Regions from separate parts of the Mus musculus genome. Here region 2 is linked to region 1. Evidence: chromatin contacts called from public Hi-C data. All regions are on one chromosome and are shown on one strand. Each heading gives the region's core, a stretch centred on a gene start, on an enhancer-like site or on the middle of the called end of the contact. The rest is flanking DNA. Distances are from core to core; before and after follow the strand shown. Region 1 has its middle 33 kb from the start of Gm31869. Region 2 has its middle 18 kb from the start of Tnfsf4.

What was found. A called contact is a pair of places that touch in the nucleus more often than the background predicts.
Region 2: a Hi-C map of Th1 cells shows a contact between it and region 1, with 4 times the contacts expected there. The contact joins two enhancer-like sites. A contact is called at or near these places in 13 of 39 promoter capture datasets (the SN4741 cell line, cranial neural crest, embryonic stem cells and 6 more), 2 of 15 datasets of contacts at CTCF or cohesin (CD8 T cells and large pre-B cells), 4 of 484 Hi-C or Micro-C datasets (Th1 cells, bone marrow-derived macrophages and embryonic stem cells), 7 of 115 datasets of contacts at active chromatin or transcription factors (the 230-238 cell line, CD8 T cells, bone marrow-derived macrophages and 3 more) and 1 of 9 other capture datasets (embryonic stem cells).

The regions. Positions count from the first base shown.
Region 1 is chr1:161,730,451-161,738,258 of GRCm38.p6, forward strand. No RefSeq gene overlaps it. Among named protein-coding and RNA genes, the nearest start is that of Gm31869, 33 kb to the right of the region's middle. Within about 2 kb of position 5,196, at least 158 of the 459 cell types and tissues checked have an H3K27ac peak or open chromatin away from gene starts, as enhancers often do. A contact at or near this core is called in CD8 T cells and Th1 cells, where this site is marked.
Region 2 is chr1:161,373,446-161,381,253 of GRCm38.p6, forward strand. No RefSeq gene overlaps it. Among named protein-coding and RNA genes, the nearest start is that of Tnfsf4, 18 kb to the right of the region's middle. Within about 2 kb of position 2,991, at least 17 of the 459 cell types and tissues checked have an H3K27ac peak or open chromatin away from gene starts, as enhancers often do. A contact at or near this core is called in CD8 T cells and Th1 cells, where this site is marked.

The DNA.
Region 1 (7,808 bases), core at 3,946-6,445:
TGCACATACATGTAATAAAATTAAAAATTCCATTTTAGCTAACTAAATAAAATCTGTGGGAAGATTTCTATAGTAAGATGACAACTTACAATAACACCCTTTATGGTTAACCTATAGTAATCTTCTTTCCACTTTAATTTCTATTTCTTTAATATCTTTAGCATCCGAGACTATAATGCAAATCAATTCTCACATTTTTCAGATTATCCATCAGAGCCTCCATAATCACATATGTGAACACACATACAGGAGACTGGATTTAATCAGCATTGATTCACTAGAAGTTTTATTATGTCATTTGACTCCCCCCCCCCAAAGTGTGATTTCTCCAAAACTTAATCAACTATTCAGTTGTATGCTAATGAATAGGCATTTACAGCAAGTGAATTTGAGAAGAAACTACCATTTGGGTAAAGCTGCGGTGGTATAGGTCGTGAGGGCATAGCATAGCACATAGCATCAACCACCCCCACATACCCTTTTAATACTCTATTAAGCATTCTGAAAATCTCACGGGGCTCTGAGCCCATTCTGCCTGATCCTGTGAGAGATGAATTTACTGGCATCACACAGCCCCCAAAGGGCAGCTTCTGTGTGGGAGTAAAGGGAGCTAACAAGGGCGATTAGAGTCTTGGGGAGCTAAGTGACCGAAGCTGTGGTTTAACTATCAATTTCAGATCTGACTTGTTGCCCCCGCTGAGAAAGAGAAACGTTTTGGTTGTTTGATGGAGACTGGGTCTCAATAACTCCCACCAGCACCTCAGTTCGCCAAAGAGGAAACAGCGTGATCATTTTCAGGGTGGCCATGTTCCAGAGACGGAGCCGGTTTCTCTCTGTGTGTCTGGTTCTCTGTGCTTACATCCCCCACCCTCTCACCTGCCGCAGTCTGGTTAAGCTAACCATCAACAGGTTCATCTGCATGACATCTGTCATTTCTTGGCTGGGGCAGGGGGGGTGGACATGGAAACTTTGATTTACAGGTATAAGTGAGCAAGCCACCTGTCAAACTCTTAAAAAACATTCTCCATGGGGGTGGTCTGATTTTAGCCACTTAGTAAGCCTCCCTTAACCACTACAGTGCCCTCCCTCTCTGTGCTGCTCCCGCTGAATGCTGTGGAGCTCCTTAGCGCTGTGAAACTATGTCCTTCACGCAAACACTGTAAGGTATGTCCTTCATGCAACACCCATGCCGTATTCACATCAGATTCAAGGAACATGTCTGTTCCTTGGCTAGGTCTGGGCTCAGTGTTCTTAGGAAAATTAAATAAATATCAGAAGGGGAGAATGTGATGGGGAGGGAAGGTGAAAAGTGGGACACAAAAGTCAATTTTTCTTTATGTTCAGTTACTGTCCAAAGACAAGCCATTCGATGCATGTGTGCTTGAGGTCACTGGAAAGAACCAAAACCAAACTCTGACAAGGTGCAGGAGGTGCAGTGGATCAACTTATACCTCTACCGGAGACCAGCACTATCAATCAGCCTCGCATCATGGGACGGGGGAGGGGCTCATCACGCCCCGCCCCTCCCAGGGTTACTGGGAAAGAAAGACTCCTATTCCTCAATGGTGTAGCCCTGCTAAGTTGCCCTTAGTTGGATAAATAACTGCCCACCTATGCTCATGCAGGCATCCCTATGTAGTGGAAAACACACACACACACACACACACACACACACAACAAGCAAACAAACAAACAAAAAAAACAAGAAAAAGAGGTAGAAAATGAAGATAGAAGGGACTTACTGGTTAAAGGAAGGTTACATGGGAAAGGGAAGGGGGACAAAGAAGATAATGGAAAGGAGAAAACAGGATTAAAGTAGTGTGTGTGTGTGTGTGTGTGTGTGTGTGTGTGTGTGCATATATTTATCTGAAATTGTGAAAGAATAATTAACTTTTTAAAACTCAGACCATTATATTTGAGAATTATCAATTATCCTTCTCAAGAGATAGGTCAGGCTGACCAACTTAAAGCCCTAATTGGCCAAAGTTATACATACCTATCCTGAGAATAAACAAAAGTTTAAACCCTGAAAGTCTCACCTACTCAATAAATACTTAGCAAAACTCCATGGGGATGGCTTGAAGCAAGGCAGTCTGGCTAAGGTGACTTACACTGTCGCCTGAGGCAAACAGAAATCTGTGCCCACTTTTGCGGAATGGCTAAGGGACCAGTCTCAGAAGCAGCTGGCCCAGGCAAGACTGACCTCTCATGCTCAATCACAGAAAAATAAATCTAATTAACAGTAGACAGACTGCTGGCTTTAGAAATACTGATAATTTTAATTGAAAAGGGAGACTATAGAAGGCAGATCTAAATGTTACTTTTCTGTGTAAACAGACTCACACCTGATCTTGAAACAGACACTTGAAGAAAACTTCAGAAGTCCAGAGCCCTAGTTTTTTGTCCACCTGAAATATGTGACTTCAACCAAGTCGTTTCAGCTTTTGGGACTTTCCTTTTCTGCTTAAGAGGGCTATGGCTCTTGATGTGCCTAGACAGATAACATGGTCAAATGTTCAGTAGTTTGAACTCCACAGGTCTCTTTAGCATTGGTTTTCTGTACCTGAACACTGAAAAAAAACATGTGTATGAATAAACAGAGTTGTGATACAGTAAGCTTGGGGCTTACTTTTCTGAGTTAGAAACAGCGTATTCATTCTTGTGTGCATGCATGTGCACACATACATGCATTGAAAGCCAGAAGACAACCTCAGATCTCAGGGTATGGTCATATTTTTGAGACTCAACCTGGCTTGGAGCTTGCCATGTAAGCTAAGCTGGCTAGCTAGCAAGTCACGGATGTCTGCCTATCTCTACCTCCCCAGAGCTGGAGTTACAAGCATGAGCTACGACAACCAAGACTTTATTTATACGTGGTCTTCTAGGACTCAAATTCAGGTTTTCTTAACCTCTGAGCTATCTCTCCAGCCCTCATCCATATTTTTGTAATCCTTGCAAGTAATGCAATGCAAATAATATTCATCAAGATCCACTTATGCTCATCATCACGGAAGTCACAACATTCAACCCACCAGTTATTGCTAATGGGGTGTGTGTGTGTGTGTGTGTGTGTAATCATGAATATTTTGAAAACCGTATTTCAATATAACTGGCTCCTTTGTAACCCTGCACTTTGCTCTCTATGAGGCACTGTTCTGAGGAAAGGTTTTTGAGCTTCATCCCATTACCAACAGCTCCTCGTCAGCTTGACATAGTTTCAGTGAGTAGATTTTTCTAGAATTTTCTAGCCATTTGGTCACTTCTCACAGTGACTCTAGACTCTCCCCAGCAAGTCCATACCTGTAATCTAGACTTCATGCCACACCTGGTAATCAAGACTCCCACCAAGACTCCCACCTAAAACAACACGCACCGGGTGCTTATACAATGTGAGTTTGACACCTTATAGAAAGAGGTTTACGGAGCTACCACCTGCCGGATCTCGCACGGCACAGCGGTTTCGTATGTCCCTCTGCTAAACCTAGTGTGCTCCAGCATATGCTACTGTGTAGTTCCTAAGGACTGCCAGTGACAGGCCAAGTACCTGAAAGTAGTGGGAAATTCTCCTTTGTGAGGTAGGAGCAAGTTTTATACCCTTACAAAATGCAGAAGTCTTGAATAGCTGAGTGGTTAATTACTGTCTCCTCTCCCCCACCCCCCAACCTGGCTGCTCTTTGTCTCTTTCTCTCTTGCCTTCCAACATAGACTCTGCAAGGCATAGGCAGCAAAGATTCGTCAGGGCTGGATTGATGGAGAGTATGATCTCTTGCTCCTTCTCAGCATCAGGTGGGTTTAACTCTTAAAGAAAGAACCACAGTCTGCCCGAGGTGGTCCTGCCATGACTCAGACTCCAAGGAGCGATGTTAAATTGAAATTCTAGAACAGACATGCAAATAGGTTTCCTCTTGAGTGCCCAGCATCCCTGTGTCACCCGTGGGAGTCGCTGGCCGAAACGTAGAATGAGAAGAATCTCAACAAGAAGAAATGCCACAGTGAACTGACAGTGCTCATCGAGGCTATGAAGGTGACGACATACGTCACAACGTGTCATTTACATGCTTGAGGAAAGCATAGCAGCTGCCAGAGGAGGTGCCACCTACGTATTTTCATGAAAAAAAAAAATCACTGGAAGGGGAACCATGAAAGAAAGCTAGACCCCAAGAAACCTTCTGTTTACTGGCTGGCTCTTCACACTCAATGGGCCTCGAAGATGTCACCCGTTCTGGTCAAATGGCTCAGTATCATGAGCTTTCTAATAGGCAAGAGACTTAAAAGCATAATGACAACAACTAACCCACTTGGAAACGCCCTTGTCATGACTAGCTGATCAAATGAAACTCTGAGTCCTTTTCTAGACCGCATCAACAGTGTCACTCACGATGGGCAAAAAGATCTCAACAGTTCACCTTAAAAAAAAAAAAAAAATTACCCATAAGACCCAGAAACCAGCGACTGCTCTAACGCAAGCACTCCGGCACCGGTGGCCTCAGCTGCTTCGTCTTTCTAGTCATAGTGCCCTTTTGAGCAAGGGTCACTCTTACTCCTAAGAGGAAAGTCGATCTGACTCACTTTCAGAAACTGAAAGCACACTGTGTCCACAAGAGCCGGGACGCTTACTGTAAAACCACAAAACCACATCAGAATTCTTCAGCTGCTCAGGAAGGAAAAGAGTCAGTGGGCCGAAAAAAAACCTCATCCAGACTTCTCCACACTTCGCCCTCCAGAGGACTCACGGGCTTTGCTAAGAGACTGGGAGCCAAGAACAGATTTCCGCAGCCAGTGTAGACTGGGCCTCCGGCTTCTGTTACTGAAAACAGGAGACAATGGCCCAAGGCTCCTTCGGGAAGCAGCACAGCTTTGGTTTTATTGACTCTTCCCTCTTTCTTGTCATTTTCTTCCCCAAATATCCATCCCAGGTCTAAATGTCTGTTACTCAGTTAGTTTGTGCTAGCTGGTATGCCGAGATTAAGAGTGGGACTTTGCTCTGGATCGGGTTCTTTCAGGATTCCAATAGGATGCTTTAATAATTTTATTCTATGGTTGTGTGGAGAACAAACCCAGGCTGACACTTTCATTGGTGAGGTAGCAGGAATCATTGACATTAACAAGAAGGATAACGGATTCCTCTTGACTATCCACCCCTCTTCCCTCAACCCTTCCGGTCCACGACTCAGGGGGCAAAATCCGAATCTTGTGATTTCACGGTTTTCTGCTGCCACCTGGTGATGGCTTACAACCAAGCAGTGGTTCTCAATCTTCCTAATGCTGAGACCCTTTTACACAGTTCTTCACACTATGGTGACCACCTCCCAGCCATGAGTGTATTTCGTCGCTATTTCATAAATGTAATTTTGCTACTGTTGTGAATTGTAATGTAAATGCCTGATATGTAGGGTATCCGTGACCCCCCCCCAAGGGGTCGTGACCCACAGGTTGAGAACTAGAGTTTCCGCAGCCTGAATTTCTGCCATCCTCAGGCTGGCACACGGGGAAGACAAAATGGAAGATCCCAGACCACTCTATAAGCACCCTGAACCCCCAGAGGAAGCCTGGTGGCAAGATTATAGGATAACCCTCACCTCTTTTCTCTCTCCTGTGTCTGCTTAGCCCAGGTAGTTACTACAGATGGAGGACGGGTGATAGAGGAGAGCCCAACTCTTCCCCATGCACCTCTAGAGAGACCGCAGAGGAAATCAGAAAAGAAAAGGTCTGGACCTCTAGAAGAACTACAGCAAACTCACTGAGGTCGGAGCAGCAGAAGTCACATTCTGTCCCTGTAATTCTGTCTAGAGTTGGTTTTGAGAAGTGAATCCAGGGCAGGTTGGTGGTAGACAACTATAATCCCAACCCTCAGGAGGCTGAGCCCAAAGGATTGTGAGCAAGCTTACGCTTCATCTCAAGACTCTATCTAGGAAGAAAAGAGCAAGAGTACAGTGTCAAAGAAACATGGGGGCCAGTGAGGTGGCTCTTGGCTCTGTGGGTAAAGGCACTTGGCGCCAAGCCAGATAACCTATCTGATTCCTCAAACCCTCATGGTAGGAAGATAGAACTGACTTCTCCAAGTTTCAAATGCACACCAGGGGACAACACACACACATATAAAAAGATAGATAAGCAAATTTAATTTTAAAAAAATTTTAAAGACATAACCGATTACTTTGTACTTACATTAGGACATATTTTAATATAATCTCCCAAGTGAGTGAGTATTATAATTAGCTAAGTGTATAATTGTGCATATCATTTGTGGGATGAAATGTAGTGTTTTGATCCATGTAAGTATTGTAGAAAGACTCAGTTAACTGATGCTTTATCATCATCCTACCTTGTAGGATGGCCCTTACCTGCTCTTCCATCTTCTGCCTCTCTCAAGCCCCATTGCTTGCTACAGAGTTTAGATATGTAAAAACTGGTCCTTTAGCACATTTGAAACACACAGTACATCCCTACTCAAAGGTTTCCTCTATTTATCTTTAGATTTTAATCACCCTCCTTCTCCCACCTCGATAGACCCTTAATAAAGTGTCTTGCCTATAATAGGTTATCCCAAAATGCGGCTTTTATTTTTGGAGGGTTTCTAGATGGGCATTGGCTTCTACTGCCATCTACTGACAGAAATTAGAAGTACGCCTAGAGGTCATTCTAAACCTACCCACTCTTGCCTAGTTTTACTTCTTTCCTGTATTTTAATTTTTCATTTATTATTATTTTTATTCAATTGTTCATTTACTCAACTAACAAAACTAACTAAAAGTTTTTTTAGTAGCAGACTTACAGAGCAGCACAGCAGTGTTGAGTAGGATGGAAGAAGTCGACCATAAATGAACAAAACAAGGATTTGGGGTGGTATTAGGGCAATTCTGTAACTTGATTGTGGTGTAATTCTATAACTACGCATTTGCCAATATTCAGAACAGCATATACACGGAGGGAATTTTATTGTATGCAAAGACAAACGTGAGTGGAGAAAGTGTGGTGCACATAATTACATTTACTGAGGCTTCCAGTTATTAGAAACTATTTGGAGGGACTTGAACATCATCAAATAAAATAATCTTGTTTGGATACATGGCCACTACAGTCTGTCTCACCTCTGAAATTACCTTTTGATATATTTGTTATAAAGGCTCCATGTGGGAAAACACAGCAAACTCATTGGTGGTTTACTTCTTCCTTTACTGATAACAATGATAAAATCACCACTTTGGATAAAGTAACTACAGCATTGCTGTTAAGAGAGCTATGTATCCATTGTGCAGAGCGGAGCCTGTGTGATTACATGCCAAGGGAACGAGACAGGTGCTCCCAATGGGCTTAGTTCCTGCTGTAGAACTTTTCCAAAGGTTATCTGAGGAATCCTTTCTTTTATCTGAACAAAATTTGCAGAGGATATGAAAATGTCCTTCTGACAAAGCATCATGTGATCCAAAAACTACTACATATTTGTGGGATCTTGAAATAGAATAAGTCACAATGCATGTGTAGCTTTTACATAATTGTAACAAGCTTCAATTAGAATCCAGTATGAAAAATAAGTGTGTGTTGGATATACTTTCAGTCATAAATCAATCATTACTGTGTTTACTCAAGGGCAAGCAGTACCTCCCAGTGTAAAGCACTTGCTACACAGGTCTGAGTTCCAGAGTTGAGATATGGAGAAATTATGTGAAAACCAAGTAGGTTTGGAGATCATCTATAATCACACTTGAAAGATAGAGACGGGGGTTTCCTTAGGGAAGGGTGCCAGTTATATCTGCAATATTTGGCCACCTCTAGGTTCAGCAAGAGACTCTAACTCAGTAAATAAA
Region 2 (7,808 bases), core at 1,741-4,240, 360 kb before region 1:
CTTAGAGGGTCGACATCTGCCCAGCTCTAGTGCTGTCTGAGGCCTGTTATAAATATAAAAGTGTGTCTTTTACCTGGGAAATAAATGATCTAAGGCAGGTAGAAACCCTTGATTGATATTAATTATTACCACAACACTCAATGCTCTAAATTTCCATATTACCCAGGCCTCTGTTTACTCACTCCCTAGCTCCCTCTTGTATTTGGATTTTTTAAATAGATCTTATAATTATCTGTTACATTATTTGTTCAAAAGTTGAATTTTGAGTAGTCTTTTTCTATTTGTTACTGTATTAAAATGAAGCCTGGTATAGGGCCAATAAAATGCCTTAGTAGGTAAAGGAATTTGCCACCAGGCCTGATGATTCTTGGAACCTAAAAGATGAAAGGATAGAACTAACGCCACTGATCTTCTCTCTCTCTCTCTCTCTCTCTCTCTCTCTCTCTCTCTCTCTCTCTCTCTCTCTCTCTCACACACACACACACACACACACACCCCACATGTATATATCTTCCAAATAAATAAACAAATAAATATGAAACAAGAGTGATACTTGGTATGAAGCAGGTATTAAATTATTAAATGAATGACTTAGTCTTAGTAAATTCCCTTGTTATTTTCCCCCACTAATAAAAAGTCATTTTTCTACTAAATATTTCAGTAATGACAGAAGAGCAATTTTTCTGTGTACATCTAGCACAGTGCAGGCCATATCAAATGTATTTAGGACCTGTGCTGATTGCCCTCTTGCCTCCTGCAGCTCATTCCTCTGCTGGCTATCAAGGTTGTAGACATCCCAACACACCCCCATGCCCTTGCTGCCGCACTAGACTCTTGGAGCTAGCAGCTAGATGGCTCAGTAGGTAGACACCTGCTGCCTAGCCTGCTGACCTGAATTTATTCTCTGGGACCCACTCAACAGAAGGAGAGCATTGACTCACTAGTTGTCATCTGGCTTCCATATGGTGCAGGGGTTCACATGCACCCTTCCCCACGGACACAGAATAAGTAAAATAAAATCTAATTTAAAAACTGTAGTCACTAAGTTATGTTTTGTCAAATGGACTTTTTATTTGCCAAGGTGAGCATGAAAAAGTTATGGGTCCTGGTGCATCACAAAAGCCAAGCACATGATGCGTTGCTTTAAAATATGTTATAGTTTTATTAGAAATGGAATTGATTTTAGATATAATTTCTCATAGTTGCTCCTCTACCTAAGACAAAACTGCATTCCATCCAGTAAGCCCATCACAAACAGGAAACACTGTGAGTCAAAATGTATGCCGTACACCTAACCTGCTAAGGATGTGTCCATGACAGTGTGTAGGGGGAGGTGCTGATTCCCTAATTGGTTTTGGATTTGGTCAATAAAGAAGGTGGAAGCCAATTGCTGGATGAAGGGTAATGGTGGGACTTCTGGGTCCCAGGAGGAAGAAAAGACTCGCGGAAGGAGAAAAGGTTTCTCATCCAGGCTTTGGAATGAGAAGCATGCAACAACCATGTAAAGTCTTGGGGTAGTTAGAGCCTGTGGCCTCTGCCACCAGAGGATGGCTGATATAGACTAGCTGATAAGGTTAGGGCAGAAGATTCTGTGCCCAACAACTGTGTTATCTGGCAAGTTCTAAGATAATAGAGCTGTTGGTGTTTTTCTTCCATGGAGCAAAGATGGGCAGAGATAGAGAGAAGCCCCAAGGCAATACTGGCAGCTTGGCGAAGCTAGCAGGGAGGGGCTGGGGCAATCAGAGCTCCCTGGAAAGGCAGTAGCTGCCCATTGACTGAGCTAAGCTGGGAGGGATGGGCAAGTCAGGAGTGGGACTGACAGCTAAGCCCTGGGCAAAGGAGGAAACAACAACAAAAGGTATTTGTCCCTGGACCCTTCTTTTCTGGCTGCTTGGTGACAGGAGGGGACAAGCCCTTCTCTGTCATAGCTTCTGTCATGATGCTTCTGCTTTGCTGCAGTCCTAAATGCACCTGGACCAGCTGACTGTGGACTTACCCTTCTGAAAGTATGAGGTCCGCTTTGTAAAATGACGTCATTGGGGGCAAGGCACAGCCTAAAGGCCAGTTCCATACAACATAGACTAACTTAGGGGAGGGCACAGCTGATAACCACAATTTGGTGGATTACTTTCTTTGCCAAGTAGAAGCTTTCTACGGAGATTCAGGGAGTGATTTATAATTTTTTTTTTCTATTTTCAATGAAGTTCTCACTCCACTACTAACTTATGAAAAAAAAGTGGCATTTAGATGTCAAAAAGAGTAAGAAAAGGACATGTGTTTGCACCTGAAACAGCGACTTCTGTTTCTTATTGCAGATTCCTCTTTCAGTGTGAAGCTGGAGGGAGGAGACCTCTATATCAATATAACCACTGGCATTTAGCTAACCTTTCACCACAGGTCCTTCACTTCCCAGTTGCTATGGATAAGAAAGATAGAAAAAAAAAAAACCCAAAAAACAAAAAAAACCCAAAACCACTGTTCAGAAAGTTGCTCACTGTTCCTATGCAAAGAAACGTCACGGTGAGAACAGAGAGAAAACAGAGTGGTTCTATTAAAGCCCAGTGGCAGACAGGAGGGCTAAGATATAGACAGGAAGAGAGGAGCAGGGGATGGTGGGAGGAATGAGTCACTTAATTGCAAAAAGGTGCCAAAGAATCTGGTGGACAGGGAGCTTAGTTGGTGGTGGAGACAGGCCTGGCTAGAGCCAAGGTTTGGGTGGGGAAGCTGTCTTCTGGTCAGACTCTGTCTCTACCTGCTGCTGTACCATACAGTAAGCACACCATGCACTCAGTCTCAGGACTCTCCATTGCCACCTGTGTGGGACAACAGAAGCTTTGTAGCTAGGGAGAACCAGAGTTTGACTTTTGGCCACACAAGTCTCCGTGTGACTCTAAAGATGTCATCTAGCTTTTGTGAACCTGTGTCCTCATTGTTTTGATGCTCCTGATGACTCAGTGAGCTTCTATATGCAAAGTATTCAGTGGGGGTTTCAAGGAACTCAATAAGAATAGCTCTCACCACTAAGATCTACCCATGAGTGGATGAGTGTTGGGACCAGGGTGGTAGCAAGAGTTTTAAAAAGATGCAGTGGGGGATTGTAGAGATGAATCAGTAGTTCAGCCTTCTGCTCTCCCAGAGGAACTGCATTTGATTTCCAGTACCCATATTAGTTGATTCATGACTGCCTGTAGCTTCAGCTCCAGGTGAATGGACATCTCTGCCCTTCAACAGTACTCACAGGTCCACACCCTCCCATGGTGCCCACACCCAATAAAGAAAACAATAAGATAAAGTCCTAAAACATGATGATGTCTTTAGCTTTAGAGGCTTCTGAATTTAATTTTCGTCTCTATCATGTCCTTCCTGATTTTCAGTTCAGAGGAAATCACCCTGGGGTTTGGGCTAGGTCATATCCTTGCAGTCTCTGCTAAGTTGATGGGCATCCCCCTCAGGCAAGCCCCTCTTTCATGTCCTCTTCCTCTGCTGAGGCGTTATGGGATCAGCTGGTCTGCTTTTTTGTGCTGGCTCCCACAATTTCCTCCCCATCCCCCAGGAGGCGGCGCATCTTTTCCCTGGACCCTTGCTGAGGCAAGATGCACTTACAGTAGAGTTCCCCTCTCCTTTTCTGTTTCCTGCCAATACATGGGGTTTCCCTGGTTGTTTACATCTTTAGGAGATTTTTGCAAAGAGAAGAAAAAGTATATATATAAAAGAGGAAACCACAATGAGACATGATCCTGAGCCTCACACTTGAATTATGCTACGGTTGGTTTCTCTTAGCCAACCCTCTCCATTACCGTCTTTCCAAATGAATTTCTGAATTCACCTTTACATACTCCCCTCTCATAAAATAACTTTTATCATTTTCTTTAGATTTTTCTTCCACACAAATGCTCAATGTATTTTTCTAGATTGATAGTAAGCAATAGAAACGGGATGAATTGTAACCAAGTTCTCACTGAGATTTTTTAAAAATTTTTATTTTATTATTTTGAGTGTATGGGTGTTTGCCTGCATGTGTGTTGCCTTAGTGTTTCTACTGATGTGTTAAAACATCATGACCAATATAGAGAGTTTATTTGACTTACATATCTTAAATCACAGTCAACTGATGAAATCCAAGGTAAGAACTCAAGCAGGGTTGGAAGCTACAGGCAGGAGCTGATGCAGAGACCATGGAGGGATGTTGCTTACTGGCTTGCTCTTCGTGGCTTGTTCAGCCTGCTTTCTTATAGGACCCAGGACCATCAGAACAGGAATAGCACCACCCTTAATGGTCTGGGCCCTTGCACATTAATCACCAATTAAGAAAATATACTACAGGTTTGCCTACAGCCTGATCTTATGGAGGAATTTTCTCAATTGAAATTTCCTCCTCTCCAGTAACTCTACATGTGTCAACTTGATAGTAGACTAGCCAGCACACGTGTGTATGACATGGATGCAGTGCCCGAAGAGGCCAGAAGAGTGAATCACATTCTGGAAGCTGTAGTTATGGACAATTGTGAGAGCAGCCGTGTGGGTGCAAGGACTAAGATCCTCTGGTGACACAGACAACACTCTTAACTGATGAGTACCTTTCCATTGTTGTTTTTTTTTTTGTGTGTGTGTGTGTTTATTTTTGTTTTTCTTTTCTTTTTTCTTTTTAAAGGTTTATTCCCATTAAAAAGGAAACCCTGCTCCAGTGAGACTGAAACTCTGGATGTATGACAAGTCTGCTTATTAAAAGCCATATATCAGGTACTCATAGGTGTCATGTTACTGTCACCTCTTGCAACTCTGAGAGGTTAGGGAGAAAGTGAACTTGTTCTCTCTCTCTCTCTCTCTCTCTCTCTCTCTCTCTCTCTCTCTCAGAAAGTAATTTTCTTCTGGATCTCGAGGAAAGAGGAACAAGACCAAAGTGCTCCTGGGAAACTCTTGGTTTGCAAGTGTCTGCACATAGCTTTTTCACATAGCTTTTCCGTTGTACACAAAACAGAGGGCGGGTGTGGGGAGTCATCATACTCTTTACCACATTCACTCATGAGACATTTTTAGAAGGTTAAGTTTTTTTTACCCAGTTCCTCCAACGATTCTTCCATTATGGCTGAAAAGCTACAGCCAGCCAAGATTCAAAGGCAGTCCTATTGTGTTAGTGTCCCTCATAGACTGAGGGGACCAGAGACATCATCTGATGGAACCTTGCCGAGACTAGCATGATATCTGCTGTGGGAAAGGTCTTAAATTTCCAAAACACAGCATGACAGCTCAGCACATGCGTGTATCTACATAGTCTTGCCTTTACCCCACTATTTCTGATACTTTCCTACGTCAGCTGTTTGCTGTTCTTTCATTTTGATGACAGTGTCTCATGCAGCTCAGGCTGGCCCTCAACTCACTATGTAAATAAGGCTAGCTTTGAACTCTGCCAGGTCAGGCTTTTGCTTTCCATGTCCTTTTTAATCATTATACTCTAATCTGAACTTTAAAAGTCATTGGCTTTGATGATTAACTGTGTTGAGGGCTCACTGTCCTTAACTGCTCTTGCCAAAGAGCAATGGAGAAGAAGAACTAGTGTATGTGGCTTCTGAATGTTAGAATGCACTGTGGTATGATGAAGGAGGTTGCTGTACTTGTGTGGGCTCAGGGAAAGTTTTCCTTTTTCTTTTTGGATTTCCAGTTTCAAGATTCTTATGACAGGCCATGATGAGTGATGGCTGTAGTGCATGTGGCTTTTTTCACTGATGCAACTAACTTCTGATTACAGTTGGGACTTTTCCTTGTTTGTCATTGCAGACCTATGTGGTGGAGTTTTCCTATCTTGTCGTTTGCTTTTTATGGCTCCTTTGCTTAGTCAGACTTTATTTCAGGTTTCAATCAGTACCTACCCGGAGAGAACGCTCATCACAGGTACTCAGACTCTCATATTGATCTTCAGTCATAACAATGAGAAAGGAGAAGAGGACCAAAGGCTAAGGCCGACTGGATGGAGAAAACACATCTAGGTTTTGTTTAGAGTGATTATAGAATAATAATGTTGTTATAATCTTAACTTTGGGCATGAACTGCTGGGATGCTAATACCTTCAAACTTGTTGACAGTTTTGTATGTATGTGTGTGTGTGTTTGTATGCATGCATGTATGTATGTATGTATGTATGTATTTATGTATGTGTGTATGTTATTTTCACCTTCCTTCCATTTTCCTTTCTCATATCCTTCCTTCTCCTGCCATGTCCCTTCTTCTCCCTAGATTGCTCTCCTATTTTCATGTCTTTTGTTTTTCTTGTCATTGTGACCATTGAGTTTAATTAGAATTGTTTGAGTAAACTTGGCCTGGGCTTATTTAAAAGAGTGGAGACTGCATAACAATAGTTCTGCTACCGAAGCAAACATCTCCCCTTCCCCAGCAATCATTAAGTGCCAACAGCACCCCAGGGAGCCTGCGGTGGGTGGCTCGGGAGCCCCTCCCCTATTCACAATGGAAAGTTGACAGACTTCATCTTGTGCAAGTAACCACAGCTGCTGAATATTCACAAACTTCTCTTGAGCATTTATTATATCCTTCCTCTCTTTTGCATGCTGCCTAGGTAGTAGTTCCACTTAACTTTCATACAAATCCTGAACAACAGCAGCAGCAACAACGACATATTCAATTTCAAAAAGGGAGAAATTAGGGCTCAGACAAAATAGGGGGAAAGGCCATACAGCCAATACAGTGTCTGGGATTAGAATTCAGTGATCCAAATCACTGAATGTCGCTTAAGTGGAGTGTGCCAGTAACCCCAGCCAAATTACACACACTCTTGGCTTTTGTTTTTCTCGCCTACGTAATTAGGAAAAGAGAGCAGTTCTTGGAAAGTGTGGTGTGCTTAAATGAGGAGGTGCGTACAACTGAGCTCTGGGCTTGCAAATTACATCTCCTCTGTGCAGCCTAATCGTGGCTTGTGGTAGCCGCTCACAGTTACTCAGCCCCGATGAATTAGAAATCTCTCTGCTTCCTTCACCTTTCTCATGGAGCCCAGTTGATCTTGTTCAGGTTCCGCCTGTGGTCTGTTGAGTCTCGTCGTCTGTGTCCTCTTTTGTCATATCCCAGAACTCAAGGCCTTTCACATCTTGTCTGAATTATGATGGATTCCGCACTCATCTTCGTTTGATCCCCTGTCTTGCTAGGATTCTCTGTCTCACACAAGCCAGACAGCTGGCTTTGCAAAGCTGAAATCTGATGCCAATTTCTCCTTTGAAGTCAGCCCCTAGTTGAAAGTTCCCAGTGACTTTCCACTAGCTATGTGATAAACAGGCTTTCCCTAGCCTGGATGTGGACTTCACCTCCTGATGTCACATTCATCTTTTACCTTTACTGTGTACGGTCATTTTCTTTTCTCCAGGCATCCCCCCCCTTTTTTAAATTGAAAATAAATTCTTTTTTCCTACAGTATATCTGGTTTACAGTTTCCCCTCCCTCTACTCCTCCCAGTTCCTTCCCACCGCCTTTCCCAACCAGATCCAATCCCCTTCTGTCTCTCATTAGAAAAGAATAAGTTTCTAAGTTATAACAACAAAACATAACAAAATAAAATATAATAAGACAAAAACCATCACATTGAAGTTAGACAAGGCAAACCAACAGCAAGAACCCAAGAGAAGGCACAAGAATCAGAGACCCTCTTGTTCTCACTCTCAGGAGTCCCATAAAAATATTAAGCAGAAAGCTATAGTACATACACATAGGACCTGGTACAGACCCACGAAGGCCCATGCTTGAATCTCTGTGAGCTTTGTTCAGTTGATTGAGAGGGCCTGTGGGTTTTTTGTTTGTTTGCTTGCTTT